3 separate regions of the Rattus norvegicus genome follow, and all the other regions are linked to region 1. The links are chromatin contacts, called in public Hi-C maps. All regions are on one chromosome and are shown on one strand. Each heading gives the region's core, a stretch centred on a gene start, on an enhancer-like site or on the middle of the called end of the contact. The rest is flanking DNA. Distances are from core to core; before and after follow the strand shown.

Region 1 (3,253 bases), core at 468-2,967:
AATAGGTGAACTGACAGTATAATGGCTATGTATCTGAAAAAAAAAAACATCCCACAAAGGAGAAGGCACTCAATTAATGTATAGTTATTTTTTTAACAAATATTTTCACCATTTTAGTATTAGATACATTTAATACATTTTTATTAAACTTTTCCTCAGAGTTAAAAGTTTCAATTTTTGGCTATTAAGATCTAAGTACAACTATGTTAAAAACAGAAGCATTAAAAAGAAAACAGTAACAACAAAAAAACAAATCCAAAACCCAATCCAACCCCCCAAATGAAAGAGAGAACCCCCAGAATGCAAGAGGCAGTGATTATAATAACGATGTAGATTTACTAGATTCTGAACAAACACTTTCAAAGTATGAGATAATACTTTTGCAAACTTAAGCCCTCTCGCTTTGGCCACCTCCCAAGCAGCAAATACAAATTATGGGCCACATTATTACTGCACTCTTTGTTGTTAAGAGCCTCTCCCCCCACCCCATCTGCTCCCATCATAGGAGAAACAAGTATGAACAGGAAAGCATTCTCTTAACTGAGGGTGTTAACCCTCAGCTAACTGTAATCCTCTTTCTGAGGACAGGTGAGAGCAAATCTTGGGTTCGGCCTCAACAGCACAAGGGTTTTCAGCACAATGGTCAGGGTGAAGTCTAATTCAGAAGAGTCCTTCAAAGTCATATCTGTCCATTTCGCTTTCTTGCATATATCCCCAAGCAAGCACAGATGCCTGTAACACTGAGAACCACACCTAATAAGAGTGCAATCGCATCTCCAGCTTCGACTGCTTCAACGCCAGGCAGGATCAAAAGCAGCGAAGTAAGGACTAAGATCAGTTGTGTTGGAACTGAATTCATGATGTTAGGATCTGGAGGGCTGAACCTGCCTAGAAATTAAACACGGAACAAAAGAAACTGTTAAAAAAAAGCCTGACTTTTTTGAATGACAATATAAATAGACAACAGTCTTTTAGACTGGAGTTTGTGAATCATTTCAGATGTCAGTTCAAGATGACAAAACTAAAGACAGTCATTTTAGGTTAATCTCATGACAACACCCTCAAACCGGCAATTCCGATAGGAATTCCAACAGTATATGCATTGACCAAACTGAAACTGGACAGCTGTACAGCATTAGAAAAGAGAGGGAAAAATTCACAAGATACTTGCAAACTTAAAATACCCTAACAAGTAAAAGTCACATTTTCTTAGCATGCCTCCTATCTAGAAAATGCAGCTAAATCTGGCAAAAGTCAAACAACACAACACGTGACTCTGTGAAGTTGAAAGGAATTAATAAGACTTACCAAAAACAATGGTATATGTAAAATTCTATCCAACGTGAAATATTCTCTTTGGAACTTCCGGATGCTGAGGCTAAGAGGTTACTCGTGACACAGCCTATTTTAAAGAGGAAGCTAGAGTCAATAAGGAAAGAAATGCAAGGACGGAAATTGGTAACGAGTACAGAAAATACTCCCTAACAGTTCGTTCAAAAAGAGACTACTAGATTTAAAGTTAGTTATCACACACAGATAGCTAAACGAAACCAAGCCGAGAAGCAAATTCATCCCGAGATCTGACATAAAGATCGGGAGTTCCTTCGCTCTGGGAGGGTGCAAATTTGTTGCGTTCTGCAACTGCACTCGGAGAATCAGTCCTGGAATCCCGGGGAGCGGAGTTTGTGCCTTACCTGACTGAAAGCAGCCATTACAGGAATGGAGAGCAGGGCGGTGTCGCCAGACTACATTTCCCACAAGCCCCGCCGCCTACTCCCGTCATGCACAGCGCGCTCTCGGATCCTTGGCTGAGGGGCAGCTCTGCTGCTAGTTATTTCTCAACTTTGCCCTCTGGTTTACTGTTAAAGAGTGGTTGAGTGTCCAAGAAAAGGTTTAGTTAATCCGTGGTAAGACGAATGAAACAACAACACGTGTTTTCTGCCCTGTTAAGGATTTCTGGACGCATAAATATGTCTTGTTAGTACTCTGAAATGAGGAAATAACTGCAGGAGAGGGTAACTAAGTGGAGCCATCTGTTTGGGATGGTTTCAAACCTGGGGCCTTCCAACATTTCTGCAGCAGAAAAATTATATTCCAAGTGTGCCTAATGACATTTGCTAATTTTTAAAAACCAATGGGGAAAATAAGCACATTTAGTCAGAAAGTTTGGAAAATATTGAATCATTTGTGGTGCAAAGCAGGTTTAGAAAATATGGTTTCGGTCCTATAACCAGATCTTTTCTGATTCAAATTCCTGTCTTTCTCAGAATGTTCATTCTCCACAGCCTCCCAATATTTTAAGATGTCAAATTAGTACTCTAAACCATTATAAAAAGTATTCACTTGCATCTGTAAGCATTAACTATGAAACATTCTTAAAATCTTGTTATCTGGGATATCCATTTAGATATCCGGATATCTAAATCTTACTTCTGGCCTGATCATTTTCATACTTACTGACAATTTGTCATCTTCTCATTGTGAGTTACTCATGGTGATGAGTGAGAGGTGACTGAACTTGTACAGATAAAAATCATGCGGATAGTGAGGGCACTTTCAGTTCAGTGAAGATCACCAGCATGTATTCTTGTGTTGTTGGTTCTCCTTTAAACAGAATTATATCTCTCTGACAGCGAAGATTTATACTTCTGGTTCCCAAAGTACATTTGGCAGTAACTTTAGCCAATAATAACAATAATTTGATGAAATAAATGTGCCAAGATTTTACAGGAGATCCAGATGTGGCAAACACATTAAAGCAAGGTGTGTCTGATAGATTGACAGTGTTGTTTTTCTAAAGTTAATTATTTTAACAAATCATTCTAATTACATTTGTCTTATGTTGCTTTTGGCTTTGTATCTTTCCTATCAATTAGCTTTGGAATAGGACCTATTGCTATTAAAGGCTTCCAATTCCTCCTAAATTCCAATGTTTTCATTTGGGAGACTTTATTTTTTTTTCTTATGTATTTATTTCACTAGTGGAAGTCTGCAGACTAAAGTTGGGCTTGTACACACTTGTTGTGTACCTGAGTCTGTAAAGTTTCTTGATTAAGTTTTATAATTTCCAGAGTCTATGCATGGTAAACATGCTCATCTTTTAAAAAAAATAATAGTTAGAAATTAAGTAATGACTTGGTCTACCTGTAAAAGCATGGTGCAAATTTATGTAGGGATATTTTGGGCTCAAATATAGTTTTAAACTAAAGTTGCTTTTATTTTGCTAATTAGGTCCTATCCCTATTGGAAAATT
Region 2 (3,278 bases), core at 25-2,524, 280 kb before region 1:
GGCACTTCAAACTGGGCAGGAATAACTGCCCCAACTGTTACTGCTCTTCTTCTCACTTTTTATTCCAAGCACACTGACACTTCAATTATGAACTACATAAATGCCATGCCCTCTCTGGACACACTCCTTTTCCTCCCATCTGCCCTTTATCTGTCAAACTCTTCAGGTCTGGGCTTAAAAGTATTTTCTTAGGAGAATCGCCTCTTGACCATTCCCTCTGAAATGGAAAAGTAAAACTACTCTTTTTTCTTCACCATTTGTTTAACGTCTGCATTCTTCACTAGGTCACAAAATCTCGGGGGAGATCTGTCTTCCACAATGAGTGCTCAGTATCAAGTTAACATTCAATTTGTTAAGATTGGGGGATGGGGGAAGGACTAATAATAGAAACAACTACTTAAGAAATGCAGATAAAATAAACAGCTTTCTAATATGCCATAGCTAGTACTAGTAGTTAAGGGAGATTCCAGAAATTTTTGGTTTGTTTGTTCCTAGCTTTACTCCAACCTTTACTGAATTCACCAAATTTCTTCCAAAACAGAAAAGTGTCCTCCCCGTGTCCTAAGACAATGGACTTTAAAACATAGTGTATTGCTTTCATAATCTTTCAGAAATAGTCTATTTCTGTTCCAGCTAGGGGAAGTGTCAAAACCTTAAAGAACAACACTAAGCAGTCAAGAGTTGGAGAACTGCATTTGTTTCTCTGAGTTCCTGCTAGTAACTCTTTCAGGCCACCTCTTAACTATAAGAATGGCAACTCGGACTCTTTAAGTGCCTCCCGTTTGAACAGCTATAGTAACTTTTCTCCCGTTAGGCCTCTATCTAGGGAGAGATGGAGAAGTGGGGCTGGGACCTGGCTGTTCGCTACCCCTTAACCCTGGGACAAGGCGACACAACGAGACACCCGGGTCGGGGCAACGAGGGACACCGAGGAACGCCCTCCCTTCGCGGTCGCCGGTCCCAGGCTGGCATCTTGCCCACCGGGAGGCCGACGGGGCGGGGCCTGGTCCGGTCAGCCGGACCCTGGGCGGCGCCCCAGACCTCAGCCGCCCCGCGGCTCTCTGATGCCCCTTACCTGAATCAGTGGTCGCCACCGAGCCTCTCTCCGTCCGTTGCGAAGCTTACAAAACAAAAGGGCGCGAAGCCTCCAAGTCAGAACCTGGAGGTGGTGTGGGGACCTGAGCCTGAGGCCTCCCGCACTAGCACCACAGGGCCTCGATAGAAACTTTCTCTAATACGGACACTGCCGCCATATTTCCGCCACTGACTGCTGGCGCTACGGATCGCCGTCAGGGTCAACGCGCGATGCGCGCTTCCTTCCCTGGCCCGGCCTCCCAGTGGCTCTCCACGCCCAGCAGCGAGCCTAGAGGAGGCAAGTGCTACAAACGCTATGGGGAAAGCCAGCAGCCCCACCCTGGGCCTGGATTAACTCCTACCCATTATTAGCAGCAAGAGCAGGGAACCGGAAGACCACCACCGAAGATCAGGCCTCAAAAGCAGCAAGGTCACAGTTTAGGAATGGACTGAAACTGGGGTAGCAAGAGTGGGATAATTGCAAGTGGACTATAAATATATGTAGAAGGCGTGCGGCTCTTTCATATAGGTGGTATAATATATGGCTTTGCATATGCTCATCAAATCTTCAAAGCCTGTCTCTTCTTGCCTCAGCCTGCTTTTCTAATTAAGTTCGCCATTAATCCCCATCCTGAACATTTTTATTCTACAGCCCTAGCTGTCCCTGGTCCTAAGCGACCTTCAAACACCACAGATGACTTAAATTTGCACTCTGATGGCACTTGAGTTAACATAGTGATACTGCTGAGAACCGCATTTCACTGTGGAGTAGCAGCCTTATGGGTTGAAATTGGTATCTCCATCTATGAAATGGTAACAAAACCTTTCTCTTGTATTGGGAGTATACAAGGGAACAGTGTGCCCCTCCACTTAACAAATGAGTTTTAAAAATATTCAATACCTGTAAGAACATGTCGTTAAGGAGGTCTTTATTTAAGACAGTCTCCATAAGTGTAGGGACCGCTATAAATCCATCTTGCCACGGAGAGGAGATAATGGCTTCAATTCAAAAGAGAGCTTGTAGAAGTGGGAAATTAAAGACTGGGATCAGGGGATAGGGAAGCTTGAGCGATAGAGAATCACAATAGCATTAAGGGAGATAAGAGGCATAACATCATTGTTGCTAACACAGCAAAGGTTACTACTTGTTACCTAGAAAACAGGGAGATAAGAAAGAAAGCTAAACTGACTTAATAGCATTCTTCGTTAAAAACTAGATTTTACTAGGGAATACAGAGTTGAGCCCGAAAAGCAGGTTCTGAGTGAAGCCTGAATAGAATATGGCCAGGCAAAAAGCATGAAGACCCCTTTCCTCTCCTACAAACCCTTTCTTTCTAAAAAGTTTCTGCCTGCCTTCTGATTCTGTTTCCAGTTGCTTGCAGCCCTCATATAGGTCAAAGCATTTCAAAGGCCTAGTCCTCATGTGTAAACAAAGACTGATAGCATCTATCCAACAAGGTTCTTCTATGGATTTAGGGAGGATGTGTGTTTTAAAAATACCTTACGACCTTTAAAATGCCTTATCCTTTCAGATAAAGCTCAAAATCCTCAAATAGGGCATGTGGGTGTTATCTCAGTGGTAGAGTTCTTACCTAGCTTGCCTGACGTTCTGGCTTAGAGCAAGTACGACCAGGAAGGGGGGAGGGGAGAGAGAGAGAGAGAGAGAGAGAGAGAGAGAGAGAGAGAGAATGTTTTATATAAAGACAAACTCCAGTTCAAACTCCCCCACACTCCCCAGCTCTGTACTGCAGCCTGTTTTCACTTCCTCAAAAGTAGCCCCCCCACCCCATCCACTTTTTCTCACAATTACATTAACATAGTTCCTGATAGTCAGCATTTTAATGTTTTTGAAAGGGGGGATCAAATATTACTGACCCTCACTAGCTCTCAACACTAGATAGATAGATAGATAGATAGATAGATAGATAGATAGATAGATAGTTTTATATATATATATATATATATATATATATATATATATATATATTAGCGTTATCTGAAGGGTTTTGTTTTCCATGCCTCTTAATGGTATAGTCACCCTGGAGACCACTGAGGACACCAGAGCTCTGTTGAAACCCGTGAAGCGAGAGCTGTTTCCTCCTGGTCAAGAGAATGGAAGGTGCACCTGACCCTGGCTGGAGACCTGACTTTTGACCTGCTCCTAAGGTTGGAACGTCCATCCCATGCTCCTAAGGTTGGAACGT
Region 3 (3,134 bases), core at 251-2,750, 330 kb after region 1:
ATCTCTATGACCATCATTACACTATTGTGTCAGTGGGTAAATCTTGCTAGACAAGTCAGTAACATAGTACACGAAAGCCAGCACTAGGTCAAACTATAGATGTCCTTTCTTACTCAACAGCCTATGTAGCACCTTTTGGCATCATATGGCTTATCCAGTAAGGGAGACTTCTGATCAGTCAAGGTTAATTTCTCCATGTCCTGCATGGAAACTGACTGATATCTTGGGTTACCATCTAGTTTTGATGATAATAGAGCAGTGACAATAATCTGTGTTGATTTGGTGCTTCTGATTAGTAACTCATAAGAAAGTGCATGGTACTGAGATTTTCATTATGGTTCACATAATCTTGGAGGACTATTGTCTATCCCTGCAGGATAGTTATATTAAAACCCCTTTAAAACTGTGTTACAATTTTTAATTAGCTTACAAGCTAATAGATTTCTGTAAGGCTTCTTCATACAACTTATTTTGGTTAATATGGACCATAACACTTGTTTTCCTATATCTACCTACCCAATTCTCCAGTTATACTCGAAACTCAAACTACCCAATCCTCTTTTACATCCTTTATACTTTAATTGCCTTTGATATTATTCTCATGCGTTACGGTACTGTAAGTATCTGTATAGCTTTCCACACAGTCTTCGATTCGAACACTTCAGACACTAATAGCAACAATATGTCAGGAGGTAAAACCTGAAGACACAGATCTTAATCTGGGAAATGTTAGATTTGTCAGTGACAATGGCAACAAGCATAATGTATAAGTAAAAAAATGCAAACACAGTTCCATCAAAGACAGGAACACTTGACGGCTCTATATCTTTGAGTTCTTCTGTTTTGGAAGATGCTTAATATAAAAAAAAATAAAACAGAGACTATTAGCTGGTGAAAATGTATTTGAACAAGGGGACCATGTTCCAGTCCAAGCAAGCTGCGTAACTTCCATAATTGACCGCAAAGTTCCGGATTTGGACAAGGATGCAAGAAAAAGGGGTTATGGAATCTTCCTCCATGCCTAAGGAAAGTTGCTGAGGTCAGACATGTGTCAGTGGTTTCCCTTCATGGAGATCTAGAGACACCTTTGTGTGAGGCTGTGAAGCGGAAGCCTAGATTGCCTTGGAGATTCAGAGATATCACAGATGCCAGAGTCACCAGATACCTGCCAAAGAAAGCTGCCAATAGGACGTGGAACCAACCCAAGGAAGAGGAGCGCGTTGCAGTCAACAAAGGTGAAAAGAGTTGGAGATCTGACATCAGGCATGTAGATACAGAACTTGGAGTTTGCCTTGCAAGTTTTAGATCTTGTTTTGATCCATTATTTTTTTTACTCCCCTCTATTTTGGAATGATAGTGTATATTCTGTGTCATTGTATGTTGGAATTATCTGATCTGCTTTCTGATTTTGGTTTTACTGGGATTGCAGGTAAGAGATTGACGTGAGTCTCCGAAGAGACTTCGAACTTTTGGACTTTTAAACAATGTTGAGATTATTGACTTTGGGAACTTTCATAGTCGAATTAAAAACAGCTTTGCATTATGGCTACAAGCCACTGCAGGGCCAGAGAGTGGAATGGGATGGTTAGAATAGGAATAACCCCCATGGGCTCATAGATTTGAAGCTTAGTCATCAGATAGTGGGACTATTAGGAGGAAAGCCCCTGTTTGAGGAAGTATGTCACCAGGGATAGCCTTTGAGGTTTCAAAGTCACAAGCCAGCCCCAGTTGCTCTCTCTCTCTTGTGTCTGCCTTTGGATTGATCTAGAGATCTCTGCTGCCATGTCTGCCTCCAATGTACTGTCATGTTCCCCAATATGATAATATTGGACTAAACCTCTGAAACTATAAGCAAGCCCTCCCTAATCAAATGCTTTCCTTTATAAGAGTTGATTATGATGTCTCTTTACAATAGAACACTGACTAAGACATGTATGTAGACACACACACACACAGACACACATGTCTCTGTGAGTCTCTCTCTCTCTCTCTCTCTCTCTCTCTCTCTGTGTGTGTGTGTGTGTGTGTGTGTGTGTGTATAGGAATGTCAACCTCTTATGCATTTCCACAGGATCCACTCACCTTGTTGTTTGAGAGAAGCTCTCTCAATGAGATCTGGCTCACTGATGAAGAAGACTGGCTAGTGAACTCTTGACTAAAGTCTAATAACATTGAGATTATAACTGCATGTCACCATACCCATTACTTTTTGCATGGATGCAGGGGATGGGGCAGAAGTCCTAGTAGTATGCTGCAAGGATTGCCTTTACCCCTAAGTCATACTTTTCTATAAACTCATACTCATATTTAGATAGTCATCATTATTCATGTAGTTTAAAATATACAGTAAATCATTTGAGCAAAGTCAGAGTGAGAGATGGAGAGTTTATTAAGCATTGTAAAACTCAAATAGTAATAGTTAGTAGACTATTATGGAGGTGGCTTGCACAGTTTGTATGTATTAGGCCCTGCTGTAGGAATACTAAGTTATTCTTTCTTGTCCATTGGTGATGGCCCTTGGAATACTAGAGTCAGTTATATTATGGAATGTTAAAACCTCCAATGATGAATCCACCCCACAGATTATTGACCCCAGAGCTTTCTTCCCATGCTTCCCCTGAGCCACCAATTTCATTGGATTGGTAAAGAGATTAAAAATGAAAATAATTCTATTTGGGCAAAATGACATCATAAAAGGCAGTGTAGATTGACTGACTTATCCATCACAAGGAAATCTGTCAATGTCATGTTCTCTTAAAGAGGGCCGTGGTAATCATGGTTGGATCCTGTTTAAATCATGAATTCTTATTAAGAAGTGTGATTTATTTCACATAATGTTTTCTTATTGTCTCAAAATTAGAATTAATGTTGGGGGTGACCTAGAACTCAGGTACTCTAGTTATGGTTGATGATGGGTATATTTGACTTGCTGTAGAGGGCTGCCCTGACCCATAGCTATGCATTACTGTGGATGTAGTAATCTATTTAGGTAGTTCCCAGTCAAGCTTTTGGCTCTAAGTAAGAAAAATCTGCTACTAGCAGAAATTTTTAGAAAAAAAAGTTCATTGTATTTTATGTGTATGAGTACACTCTAGCTGTCTTCAGACACAGTAGAAGAGGGCATCGGATTAGAT

The links. Hi-C and Micro-C count contacts between places; a contact is called where the count stands out from the background.
Region 2: a Hi-C map of kidney shows a contact between it and region 1, with 2.8 times the contacts expected there. The contact joins the promoter of Tmem168 here to the promoter of Smim30l1 in region 1. A contact is called at or near these places in 3 of 12 Hi-C or Micro-C datasets (kidney, mammary epithelial cells and psoas muscle).
Region 3: a Hi-C map of liver shows a contact between it and region 1, with 2.6 times the contacts expected there. The contact joins the enhancer-like site here to the promoter of Smim30l1 in region 1.

Annotation. Positions count from the first base shown.
Region 1 is chr4:43,107,696-43,110,948 of GRCr8, forward strand. It overlaps Smim30l1 (small integral membrane protein 30 like 1), which reads right to left and starts at 1,718. Exons shown (of 3, transcript NR_110645.1): 1 at 1,695-1,718; 2 at 1,309-1,402; 3 at 74-888.
Region 2 is chr4:42,823,580-42,826,857 of GRCr8, forward strand. It overlaps Tmem168 (transmembrane protein 168), which reads right to left and starts at 1,275. Exons shown (of 5, transcript NM_001014054.1): 1 at 1,076-1,275.
Region 3 is chr4:43,437,416-43,440,549 of GRCr8, forward strand. No RefSeq gene overlaps it. Among named protein-coding and RNA genes, the nearest start is that of Rnu6-210, 250 kb to the right of the region's middle. Within about 2 kb of position 1,501, at least 1 of the 93 cell types and tissues checked has an H3K27ac peak or open chromatin away from gene starts, as enhancers often do. A contact at or near this core is called in liver, where this site is marked.